Linked DNA regions of Macaca mulatta: region 1 is linked to region 2. A link is a contact called in public Hi-C data. All regions are on one chromosome and are shown on one strand. The core of a region is the stretch at or near the end of the contact, and the rest is flanking DNA. Distances in the headings are between cores, read along the strand shown.

What was found. Hi-C and Micro-C count contacts between places; a contact is called where the count stands out from the background.
Region 1: a contact with region 2 is called in a Hi-C map of blood, with 4 times the contacts expected there. The contact joins the promoter of PCNP here to the promoter of RPL24 in region 2. A contact is called at or near these places in 5 of 14 Hi-C or Micro-C datasets (blood, cortical neurons, fetal cortex germinal zone and 2 more).

What each region holds. Positions count from the first base shown.
Region 1 is chr2:182,005,409-182,011,114 of T2T-MMU8v2.0, reverse strand. It overlaps PCNP (PEST proteolytic signal containing nuclear protein), which reads left to right and starts at 2,490. Exons shown (of 5, transcript XM_077993992.1): 1 at 2,490-2,597; 2 at 5,457-5,580. The coding sequence starts at 2,534. It also overlaps the pseudogene LOC106996647.
Region 2 is chr2:181,904,961-181,911,018 of T2T-MMU8v2.0, reverse strand. It overlaps RPL24 (ribosomal protein L24), which reads right to left and starts at 2,119. Exons shown (of 6, transcript NM_001265968.1): 1 at 2,077-2,119; 2 at 1,887-1,962; 3 at 1,218-1,328. The coding sequence starts at 2,081. LOC114676448 (a long non-coding RNA gene) reads left to right here and starts at 2,557. Exons shown (of 3, transcript XR_003727505.2): 1 at 2,557-2,789.

The sequences.
Region 1 (5,706 bases), core at 1,241-3,740, 100 kb before region 2:
TGATCATCCCCTTTCCACCCCTTCATACTGCACTACCTTTTCATTTCCTAACCCGTTTGTAGGCTACTGACGTTTGCATTAATTTCTTCAATAGATATTTATCCAGACTAGTATAATCCAGGTGCTGGGGAAACAGTGGCGAACAAGACAGGCACACCTCATGAAACTCACGGAACTGAAAGGTGAATGGATTACTATCTTCATCCTTTTTTTGTTTTGTTTTTTTCCCTTACATACGTAGTCCTGCACATCCTTAACTTCTGCAGTGTGGTATATGGGAACTGGATCCGCTCCTATACAGGTTTGTGACTTCTCTGAGCTTTATCTTCTTCACTTAAAAATTACAAGAATCGGCCGGGCGCGGTGGCTAATGCCTGTAATCCCAGCACTTAGGGAGGCTGAGGTGGGCGGATCACAAAGTCAGGAGATTGAGATCAGCCTGGCCAACATAGTGAAACCCCTTCTCTACTAAAAATACAAACAGCCGGGTGTGGCGGCACGCACCTGTTGTCCCACCTACTCAGGAGGCTGAGGCAGGAGAATCGCTTGAACCCAGGAGGCGGAGGTTGCAGTGAGCCGAGACCATGCCATTGCACTCCAGCCTGGGTGACAGAGTGAGAGACTCCATCCCCCCACCAAAAAAAAAATTACAAGCATCTATAAATACATAATCTCAAATAAAAATCTTCGCGTACACCTCCATTTTTAAAATGCTCTCTTTTCACTGAGGAGGTGGAGGACAGTCTCAAGGATTACCTTGAAAAGATCACGAGGAAAATGAAACAAACATGAATTAAGTACCTGTAAGATAGTTTCCTGGTTACTTTTACATACATGATGATAAATGATGGCTCAGGGACTTCAACCTAGATCACAAAATCACCACCACACTGCCCTGCTTCTGTCATGGGAAACACATTTTGATACTTTCTTCATTCTTTCTCCACTCCCTGGACTTGAAGCCCGAGGTGTAATCCATCTGCAAATATTGAACACTTTTCATATATGAAACGCACAGCACAGTTTTTAAAAACTGGGTCTCTGTTTTCAAGGAACTTTTGAGCCATTCACAGACAACAGTTTAAAAACACACACGCCAGGCGCGGTGGCTCAAGCCTGTAATCCCAGCACTTTGGGAGGCGGAGACGGGCGGATCACGAGGTCAGGAGATCGAGACCATCCTGGCTAACACGGTGAAACCCCGTCTCTACTAAAAAAATACAAAAAACTAGCCGGGCGAGGTGGCGGGCGCCTGTAGTCCCAGCTACTCGGGAGGCTGAGGCAGGAGAATGGCCTAAACCCGGGAGGCGGAGTTTGCAGTGAGCTGAGATCTGGCCACTGCATTCCAGCCTGGGCCACAGAGTGAGACTCCGTCTCAAAATAAATAAATAAATAAATAAATAAATAAATAAATAAATAATAAAAATTAAAAAAAAACACACACACACACAAATTGAGGGAAGTATAAAGTGACCAAATAATGGTATACAAAAATGATCTCATTTGAGCCCTATTACCACTCTTTGAGGAGGCACTATTATTATTTCTCTTTTATAGAGAAGAAAAGGTAGGTCTGTAGGCAGTAAGCAAGTCTATAGGTTACTCAAGCAGGAAAGGGCAAAACAGATTCAAATTCAAGTTCTGACTCCTAAGACTTTCTCTAACTATATATTGTAGAGCAAACCCAGAAATTCCAGTTCCCTAAGCAAGTAATAGACCCCATTTTGCTAGGAGGGCTGGATAAATACTGAGAAAGGGGTAAGATGAAGCCGAAAAGGTAGGCTAGGGCCTAATGTAACTCACGGACTTCATTCTGCAGACTGTAGGAATCCACTAAAGATTTCTTAGTAAAGCAAAAATTACCGCAGTCTGAACTTGACACAGTAGTTTCTCAACTTCGTAGAAGCACCCTGTAGAAAAAGTAGATTTACAGTTGGCTACCTGACTTGGACAAATTACTCTCTCTGGCCTCAACTCTCACAGCTAATTGAGAGAATTCTATATTTGGCCAATCGCGGTGATTAAACGAGTGTATGAAAGGCGTCTGAAGCTAGGGGGCGCTACATAAACGCTGATTTCCCGTTTAAATAGGGAAAAAGAATGCGGGCTTTTTGTTTACATAGAGTTGGCAGGCATACGTTATCCAGCAAGGCCGGAACAGAAGACCCTCTCAGCCTCAGCTGCAACCACACCTGGGTATGCAGAAACCTTCTAAGATCCCAGCGTTTCCAGGGAGATGCTCCATTTCCCCTCACTTCTCGGGACGTGTCGCTGGACCATGAAGACCTCACTACCCTCTAATATAAAGTCCCTAGCCAGCACTCCACTTAGACCACCCAACCATCCCAGCTCTTCCTTCCGAGGCGGCTACTCCATGACATCACAGCCACTTCCGTTTCCGAAGGGGGCCTCTTTTCATTCTTCGGGACCGCTCTAGGCCGCCACCACGCCGGCTGGCCCCAAAAACTCAATGGTTGCTGGGCGGGGTCGTGACGTCCTTGGCGTGGCTGCAAGGGAGGCCGCGGCGGGGAAAATGGCGGACGGGAAGGCGGGAGAGGAGAAGCCTGAAAAGTCGCAGCGAGCTGGAGCCGCCGGAGGTGAACACAACCCCAGCGTCGCGGGCAGCGTGGGATGCTCCGGGCCTTTCTTTGAGCTCCCCAGGGTGGGGGGAGTGGGGTGGGGCGAGAATGGGCGGACCTGGACCTCACCCGGCCAGGTGCTGGGCCCAGACCTGCCTCGGGCACGCCCGGTGCGGCCCGCTGGGCTCCTGGCCCACATCGCCTCCTTGCCGGGGGAGAGGTGGCCACTGGTCGTCACCTCCTGGCCCCAGCGGAGGCCCTGATTTCGAGGAGAAGGGAGATGGGCGCCAGAAAGGGAGACCGAACTCGGGGTGGGACCAGGAGCGGCGGTGCAGGAGCCGCTACCGCCACACCGGAGACGCATATCACACAAAACACACACACCGGAGACGCTCATGAGACAAAACATACACACAGTGCAAGCCACCGAGTAGTTGCCGCGGGAACTGGCCGCAGGCCGAGTCTCTGACGGTGCCGGCCTCTCAGTTCCACGCAGGAGTTAATTACGCTTGCTGCTCTCTTTTCACTGAGGAGGTGGACAACTCCGGCCTGCTCTCTTTCCTTTAGTTCCAAGTTTAATACTGACCCTGTGACAGGGTGGGCCGAGGTGATGGAGGGGAAGAGGAATGCCTTTGCCTGCCCTCTGGTTTAAGCTGTGGGGTCTAGGGCTAAGGTTTGCTTGCCTTTCTTTGAAGTATTTCCCTTAGGCTGTTGCCAGCTGACCGCTTGCCAGATACTTAGGCAACTAAATAGTCTAGCGTGACTCTTCCTGTATTTTGTTACAATGTTAAACTCAGGTTACAGCTATCCTTATTCTGTCCATTCCACTCCCTAAATTCGGGTCTTGTGCGTTAAGGAAAAGAAACATGTAATCTCTCCCTCCCTCTTTGCACGTAACAAGACAAGTGACTTAACACGTGCGAGCTGTTTAAAATGTTTTTAGAGTATTTTAAACATTGTTCTCTATTCTGACCACCTCAGTTATCATTCCGGAAATTATTTAATATGAGAAAATAGAAACGATTAATAGCATATGAAGGCCACTAGTAGACCTACTAACATGTTTCATGTGAATTGCCTTGGGAACAAAAATTATTGAAAAGATTAAGTGTAATGTTAATTACTTTGTACCCAGGATTTCCTTCTTAAAAAAACACGTACGGTTCTGTTAAGCTGAAACTCCATCTCTCTCGCCTCCCCACCCCCTGCTTTTTTTTTTTTTTTTTTTTTGACTAGTAAAATACCTTATGAAAGAACAATTTAAACTATCTACTGCTTTCTCACTAGTGAATTTTTTTCCCAAAAAAATTGCCTTGGAAATTGTGGGATAAAATTACATAAAAAATTTAAAAGCAGTTTGAGGAAAAGCAAAAAAATTTAGAAGTAGTTTGAGGAAAAGTCTAAAGAATCATGTGTTGACTTTAAGGCCATCTCGTAAACTGTCTTGACCGAGGGTAGCAGATGTGTTTAATGTGCTGTCAAAATGTACCTTGAATGTCATCATAAATCCACTGTATAATTTATCTGCCATTCTTTTAGTTGAGGGTTATTAGTTCTACAGTACGAATACTGATGTTTCCATTTTAGCATGTGGGGAGAAATAGTATAAAATTACTTTGCTAATTGGTATCAGAAAAATTATTATGGTCTTTTTCGTGGTAACTTAGAGTAAGTAATATCCCTTAACTTCTATATAATTTGTCTCCTTGTCGTTACAAGAAAGTAGTGCTGTTACATTTAAGCCATTTTTGAATGTCAGATATTTTTAATGAAATTGTGCAGAGGAGTCATAATTAAAATATGTCATACCGTGGATATTGCTAAATTGGTAATTTTGTGGCAGTCACTTTTTTGAAAACACTGTCAAGTTTGTCTTAGGGGCTTAACTAGAGAATGTTCTGAATTGTAATTCCTGTTGAGCAGTCTACTGAGTTGGAAGTATAAGTATTTTTTTATGAGTAGTTTCCATTAATTTTATTTTTTATTTTTTATTTTTTTTTGAGATGGAGTCTTGCTCTGTTGTCAGACTGGAGTGCGGTGGCGCAACCTCGGCTCACTGCAAACTCCACCTCCCAGTTCAAGTGATTCTCCTGCCTCAGCCTCCCAAGTAGCTGGGGCTACAGGCCCGTGCCACCACGCCCAGCTAATTTTTGTATTTTTAGTAGAGATGGGGTTTCACCATGTTGGCCAGGATGGTTTCAATCTCTTGACCTCGTGATCCGCCTGCCTCGGCCTCCCGAAGTGCTGGGATTACAGGTGTGAGCCACCGCGCCTGGCCAACATTAATTTATGTCTGTGAGAGAAGCTACTTATTTGAACTCCCTGCTTTAAAGAATAGGGTAAAACTTTGGTAGTTTTTTTTCTCTGCTCTTTGGTTATATCTGTGTAGCTCTCTGAAAAAATGTTAGGAGAAATAACGTTAGAAATAATGTTGAAGAAGAGCTAGTCATACATAATCATGGCCATCTCAAGCTTTTTTGGTTATACCAAGAACTGCGTGAATGAAATTGACATTTATTATGCCAGACACTAGTAGGGTCTTGAACACCTTCTCATTTAGGCTGCACACCTCTGTGCATACTAGAGAGGTAGCTCTGCCCTTCTTTCAAAAAAGGAAGCAACTAGAATACAAATGGATGATGAAGGGTACCCTTATGGACTTAAACTTGCTTATTAGGTAATTTTTTCTCTCTTTCCTTTTTTTTTTTTTTTTTGAGATGAAGTCACGCTCTGTCGCCCAGGCTGGAGTGTAGTGGTGTGATCTCAGCTCACTGCAACCTCTGCCTCCTGGATTCAAGCGATTCTCCTGCCTCAGCCGCCCGAGTAGCTGGGATTACAGGCGCTCACCACCTTGCCCATCTTAATTTGTATATTTAGTAGAGACGGGGTTTTGCCACGTTGCCCAGGCTGGTCTCAAACTCCTGACCTCAGGTGATCCACCCGCCTCAGCCTCCCAAAGTGCTGGGATTACAGACATGAGCCACTGTGCCCAGCTTACTAGGTAATTTTTCAAAGTAACGTACCTTTGTGCTCTAAGGCTCACCCCTCTCCAATTAGTCAATGAAAAAAAAAATGCTAGTACCATGTGTAATTTTATTTCATATTAATTATATGTTTTATTTGCTCA
Region 2 (6,058 bases), core at 870-3,369:
CGGCCAAGGCAGGAGGATTACTTGAGCCCAAGAATTTGAGACAAAACTGGGCAACATCGCAAAGATTTCTGTCTCCTCAAAATATATTTAAAGAATAGCTGGGCCATGGTGGCATGTGCCTGTGGACCACTGGGTAGGCTGAGGTGGGAGGATCACTTAAGCCCAGGTTGAGGTAGAGTGAGCTGTGATCCTGCCACTGCTCTCCAGCCTGGGCAACAGAGAACCCGTCTCAATAAAAAAGTATAGTGGCCTTAGGTACATTCATAGCGCTGTGTAGCTATCACCATTATCCATCTAAATAACTTTTTTTTTTTTTTTAAAAAGGTCTCCTATGTTGCCTCAAACAATCCTCCCACCTTGGCCTCGGGAGCAGCTAGAGTACAGCCGCTGCCACCAACCCCGGATTTGCTATGACAATGATGTACAAGTTATGAGTCCCCGCTTTCAACTGTTTTGGGGTATAACTTACAAGTGGAACTGCTGGGATAATTATGTTTACCCTTTTGATAAAGCACCAAACGGTTTTTCACAGCTGCCACATATTTAGCAATGCACAAAGGTTCCAATTTCTCCCCATCCTCATCAACACCTGTAATTCCTGTTTTGTTTTTTCTTAATAGTCACCCTAACAGGTGTGTCATATCCACTTTTAAGTTTCTCCTTCCTCTGAACTTTCAACATATTTTATGTCTGATGGCATTTATTTCTCACAATACCTAGAAAAGTCCTTCATACAGAAGGTGCTAAGTATTCCCAAGCCTACTGAATACTAGTCCCACCATGGCACTCAAACTTGTTCTCATGTATAACCCAGCTAAAAGGACACTTAACAAGGACCAGAAAAACCACTGTCTTGAGAATGAACCAGTATGGTGGACTGGCTACGTTAGGACTAATCCTGTAAATACTCCAATCAACACCAAATTATGTTAAGTTCTCAATTTCCTCCCACTGGAAAACTAAGCCTTTCCACCCTGCCCTATAACCCAAATGTGCTTAACGTAATTTATCTGACTTTAAAATTTCAACTTGGTGTTGCTGCTAGCCTAAGATGTATAGAGACAGTTTATAATATCTTTTGCATTTCGCTGATGCTTTACAGTTTAAGAACTCTTTCGCATACAGTCTGATTTAACTTTACAGAGCAGAAAACCAACGTTCAGAGAACTCAGACAACTTAAGAGATAGCTCCCAATATCAAGGCGTATTCCACTTACCGACTGACCCTTTTTGTGCTTCCTTCTGTAGAGGACAGTCCAGTTTATCTGCCGAGGATTCCTCTTGGAAAGGAACGCCGACTCGCATTTTGCATTAAGAAACTGGAAAACCTGGAGTGACAAATTCAAAGGAATTACCTATTTATACAAAATACAAGAGGCTGAATGAGCTTGGAATCCTTAGAAGATCAACATGCTAGTTCTGGCTTATTTTACAAAACTGAAGCCCACAAGAACCAAAAGGCTGTCACGTAACTGGCAGGTAACTGCGCGACACTATGAAGGTCCTTGCGTTTAATCTTTTCTCGAGAGCAGGAAATCTAAACTCATAGCAAACGACAGGGTGGTGCATCCTTCTGGGAAGCATTCTGCTCTTGTCCATCCCGGGATTCCAAGGGGAAACTACCAATTATCTCGGTACCTCAGTTATTTCCCTTACACAGGGACATCAGTTACATAAACCCCTCCTGACGTCCGACCTGGCTCACAGTAAGTAATCAACGCTGGTTCACTTAGAGGTGTCTGGTCCTAACGACCAGTCCACAGGGCGTCCACGAAGCGTTCCAGAGGTCAATGGTGATGTGGGGAATGAACCCGTCTAAACCGAATTAGACCAGCCTTTCCTCCTCGGAGTACAAGAAGCTAGGTTAAGCCGACGCGGCTTTTTACCTTCCCGTCGGTCCTGGCGTAGCGCCTCCCGTGTCCGGGGTAGATCTTGTACCCGCTAAAACTGCACAGCTCCACCCTGCAACAAAAAGTGAAAGTCCATCAGGGAGGGTGTCTACAGCCATGCCAGGGACGACAGAGAGGCGTTCTGCCCGAGGATGTAAGCGGATTGGGAACCACGGGTCGTGCTTACTTCATGGCGACGGATTCACGGGAAAAGAAGAGATGGCGAAGAGAAAGAGAGAATCATGGGAAGAGACCTTATAAGGTCGTGGAGGGGCTGGGGGCCGGAAATCTCCTCCCCCAAAATCCTTCGATATTCCGGGCGCTCCTTGATGACGTATCATCGCGAGGCGGAAGATCTCGTTTTCCGTGACAACTGACTTCCTCTGGCGGAATTCTTCCAGAGGCTGCTGGAGGATTCTCGGGCTCAGAGGGCCTGCCAAAAAGGGCAGTCAGACAGTTGGTATCTGAGTCATTCTATCTCTCCGTTTTTTTGTTTTTTTTTTTGAGACGGAGTTTCGCTCTTATTGTCCAGGCTGGAGTGCAATGGCGCGATCTCGGCTCACCGCAACCTCCGCCTCCCAGGTTCAAGCGATTCTCCTGCCCCAGCCTCCCTAGTAGCTGGGATTGGCATGTGCCACCACGCCCGGCTAATTTTGTATTTTTAGTAGAGACGTGGTTTCTCCATGTTGGTCAGGCTGGTCTCGAACTCCTGACCTCAGGTGATCCCCCCTCCTCGGCTTCCCAAAGTGCTGGGATTACAGGCGTGAGCCACCGCGCCCGGCCCATTCTGTCTTACTGCCGAGTATTCTAGAGCCATCTTACGGCTGCAGGGAATGTGAACTGAAGAGAAAGGTGTCCTGTATCTTATCATAAAGAGATCCAAAGACGAATGCCCCGCAGGTAAAACAAGTCACGTTTTGCCTTCCCTGTTGGCCCATTTCCTCAACCAAACAAATTAATAGTTTAACCATTTGAATAATTTAACCATAAGAAAGTAATGACAACCGAACTGTTTCCCAGGCTGTGCGAATCAAACAGTGCACGTTGGCGCTTTGCATTAATTATAATTAACATTCATTGAGCGCTTTCTCTGTGCCGGGAATTACGCCAAAGGCTTTGCAAACATGAGCTCATTCAGTTTCCAGAATTCCTATTAAGTACCCGCCTAAGAACTACAATTCGGAGCTGGTGTCTAGTGAAGCTGAGGGGGTCGGTGGAGCCCCGCTTGGAGGCCAAGGGCTCAATCTGTTACATATTTCATCGTATGACAAGGAATGGCCAGAGGCAATTCTTGAATTCTGTGGGAGGCTGCAGTATATGACTAGGAAACAAATGTAATGATTGATTTCTGCTGTCTATGTATGCAAGTCACGCTAAAAAGGTTTTGTAAGATAGCTGGTTGAAGAGATTTGAAATGTCTAACAAGTTGGCTGACTAATGTTACGCAAACTGTACAAATGTGTTGGAGCCAGTCTTTTTTGTTTTTTTTTCTTGAGACGGAGTTTCGCTCTTTCACCCAGGCTGGAGTGAAGTGGCGTGGTCTCAGCTCACTGCAAACTCCGTCCACCGGGTTCAAACGATTCTCCTGCCTCAGACTCCCGAGTAGCTGGGATTACAGGCACCCGCCGCCATGCGCGCCCTGCCTGAAACCAGTGTTAAGAATGAGTTAGGTGGCCAGATGCGGCGACTCACGCCTGTAATCCCGGTGCTTTGGGAGACCGAGGTGAGTGGATCACCTGGGGTCAGGAGTTCCAGACCAGCCTGGCCAAAATGGTGAAACCCCGTCTCTACTAAAAATACAAAAATTAGCCGGGCGTGGTGGCGTGTGCCTGTAATCCCAGCTCCTTGGGAGGTTGAGGCAGGAGACTCACTTGAACCGGGGAGGCTGAGGTTGCATTTAGCCAAGATCGCGCCACTGCACTCCGGCCTGGGCAAGAAGAGCAAAACTCTATCTCAAAAAAAAAAAAAAAAAAAAAAAAAAAAGGGAGGTCGGGCACAGCGGCTCAGGCCTGTAATCCCAGCACTTTGGTGAGTCAGGAGAATCGCTTGAACCCCGGAAGCGGAGGTTGCAGTGAGCCGAGATCACACCACTGCACTCCAGCCAGGGCGACAGAGCGAGACTCCTTCTCAAAACAAACAAACAACAACAACAAACCCCAAACAAAACATCTTTCGGAAATAGTCCTGGCTTCTACAAGATCCAAGGCACAGCTGAGTTTAGGTAGCCAGTGGAACCAAGATCCATCTGAAGGAATGCAGTCCTTTTTGCTCCACAGAACCTCAGAATTTATAGTCCCTTCACAATATTTTAGAAAGATTTTGTTTTATTGTTCTTTGAAATTACGTTTGGCCTGACTGGTTCTGTGGAAGAAATGCAGGAAACTGGGCCTTAGGGATTTTGGCAGTATTTTACTCTTTACTGGAGGGCCTTCTTGAGTTGGTATGCCAGGGTTCCTTGTAACACACTCCCATAACGAACAAATTGTGCTCAAAATGCTCTTAGAATAGGGAGAAATTTTGCAGAGAGAGACCCTTAAATGAATTTATATTATACAGTGTCATAAAGTAGAGCTTCTGACACTACATAAATTATTGCTGACTTTATCCATGCTTTCTCTTTTATCATAGGCAAAAGGTTTAGCTACACTCTGTTCTCTTTTTATTCATTTATGGAGCAATACTGAATCAAACTTGGTGCCCTTTTCAGCCTCTGTCCCTCTAAGAACAGTGTATGCTTCCCTTCACAGTTTCTTCACCCATTTGTACATATTTCCCTGCTATATTAGTTTTCTGTAGTTGCTGTAACAAATTACTATGGACTTGGTAACAACACAGGTACATTTTTTCTCACAGTTTTGGAGGCAGTAAGTTCAAAATTAGTATCACTAGGCTGAAATCAAGGTACCTGTGTGCCTTCAGGATCAAGGATCTAAGGGAGAACCTGTTCCTTGCTCTTCCAAGTTCCACTCATCTAAACCACTCTTGAATTCCTAACCCATGGAAGCTGTTAGATTATAAATGTTTGTTGTTTTAAGCTATATTTTGGGGAGTAATTTGTTAACATAGAAATAGGTAATATAGGAGGTAAGGAAAAACTGACAATGGGGACTTGGTGAATGGTGGTATCATTTGTCAAGAGAGGATAGATAAGAGGAAGGAAGTAGGTTTGTCAGGAAAAGGGTAAATTTTTTTTTTTTTTTTTTTTTGAGACTTGTTGCCCAGGCTGGAGTGCAATGGCATGATCTTGGCTCACCACAATTTCTGCCTCCTGGGTTCAAGTGATTCTCCTGCCTCAGCCTCCCAAGTAGCTGGGATTACAGGCATGCTCCACCACGCCCAGCTAATTTTGTATTTTTAGTAGAGATGGGGTTTTTCTATGTTGGTCAGGCTGCTCTCGAACTCCTGACCTCAGGTGATCCACCTGCCTCGGCCTCCCAAAGTGCTGGGATTACAGGCATGAACCGCTGCACCCAGCCTGAAAGGGTTAATTTTGAAAAGGCTGGGTTCAACATGCTGATAGGGATATTAAGGTACAACTGTGTAGTGGGAAGTTAAACATGTTCAGAAGAGTGTTTGTAATATGATTTATTTTATTTTTTATTTTTTATTTTTTTGAGATAGGGTCTCACTTTGGCTCCAGGCTGAAGTGCAGTGGCACGATCAGGGTTCACTGCAGTCTCTACCTCCTGGGCTCAAGTGATCATCCCATCTCAGCCCCGTGAATAGCTGGGACTGTAGGCGTCTGCCACCATGGCCAGCTAATTTTTTGTATTTTTAGTGGAGATGGGGTTTCACCATGTTGCCCAGGCAGGTCTTGAACTGGACTCAAGTGAGCAGCCTACCTCAGCCTTCCAAAGTGGTGGGATTACAAGCGTGAGCTACCATGCCCAGCCAAGGATATATTTTAGTAGTAATGAACTTATGGTGACAGACTATGTGGGATAATGTCACCTACTGTCACAAGCTGGCTTCTGTGGAAACAGTTACTGAGACTGACTTTGGGGTTCAAGATATTTGTTACAGATCAAGTCTTGTGAAAGGATGGGGGAGAGAACAGTGTTAGGCAGAGAAAGAAGTCGTATACGTTATAGACCCAACTAAACCTCAGTCAGGCCATGTATGCTGGCTTATGCCTGTAATTCCAGCACTTTGGGAGGCCGAGGCGGGAG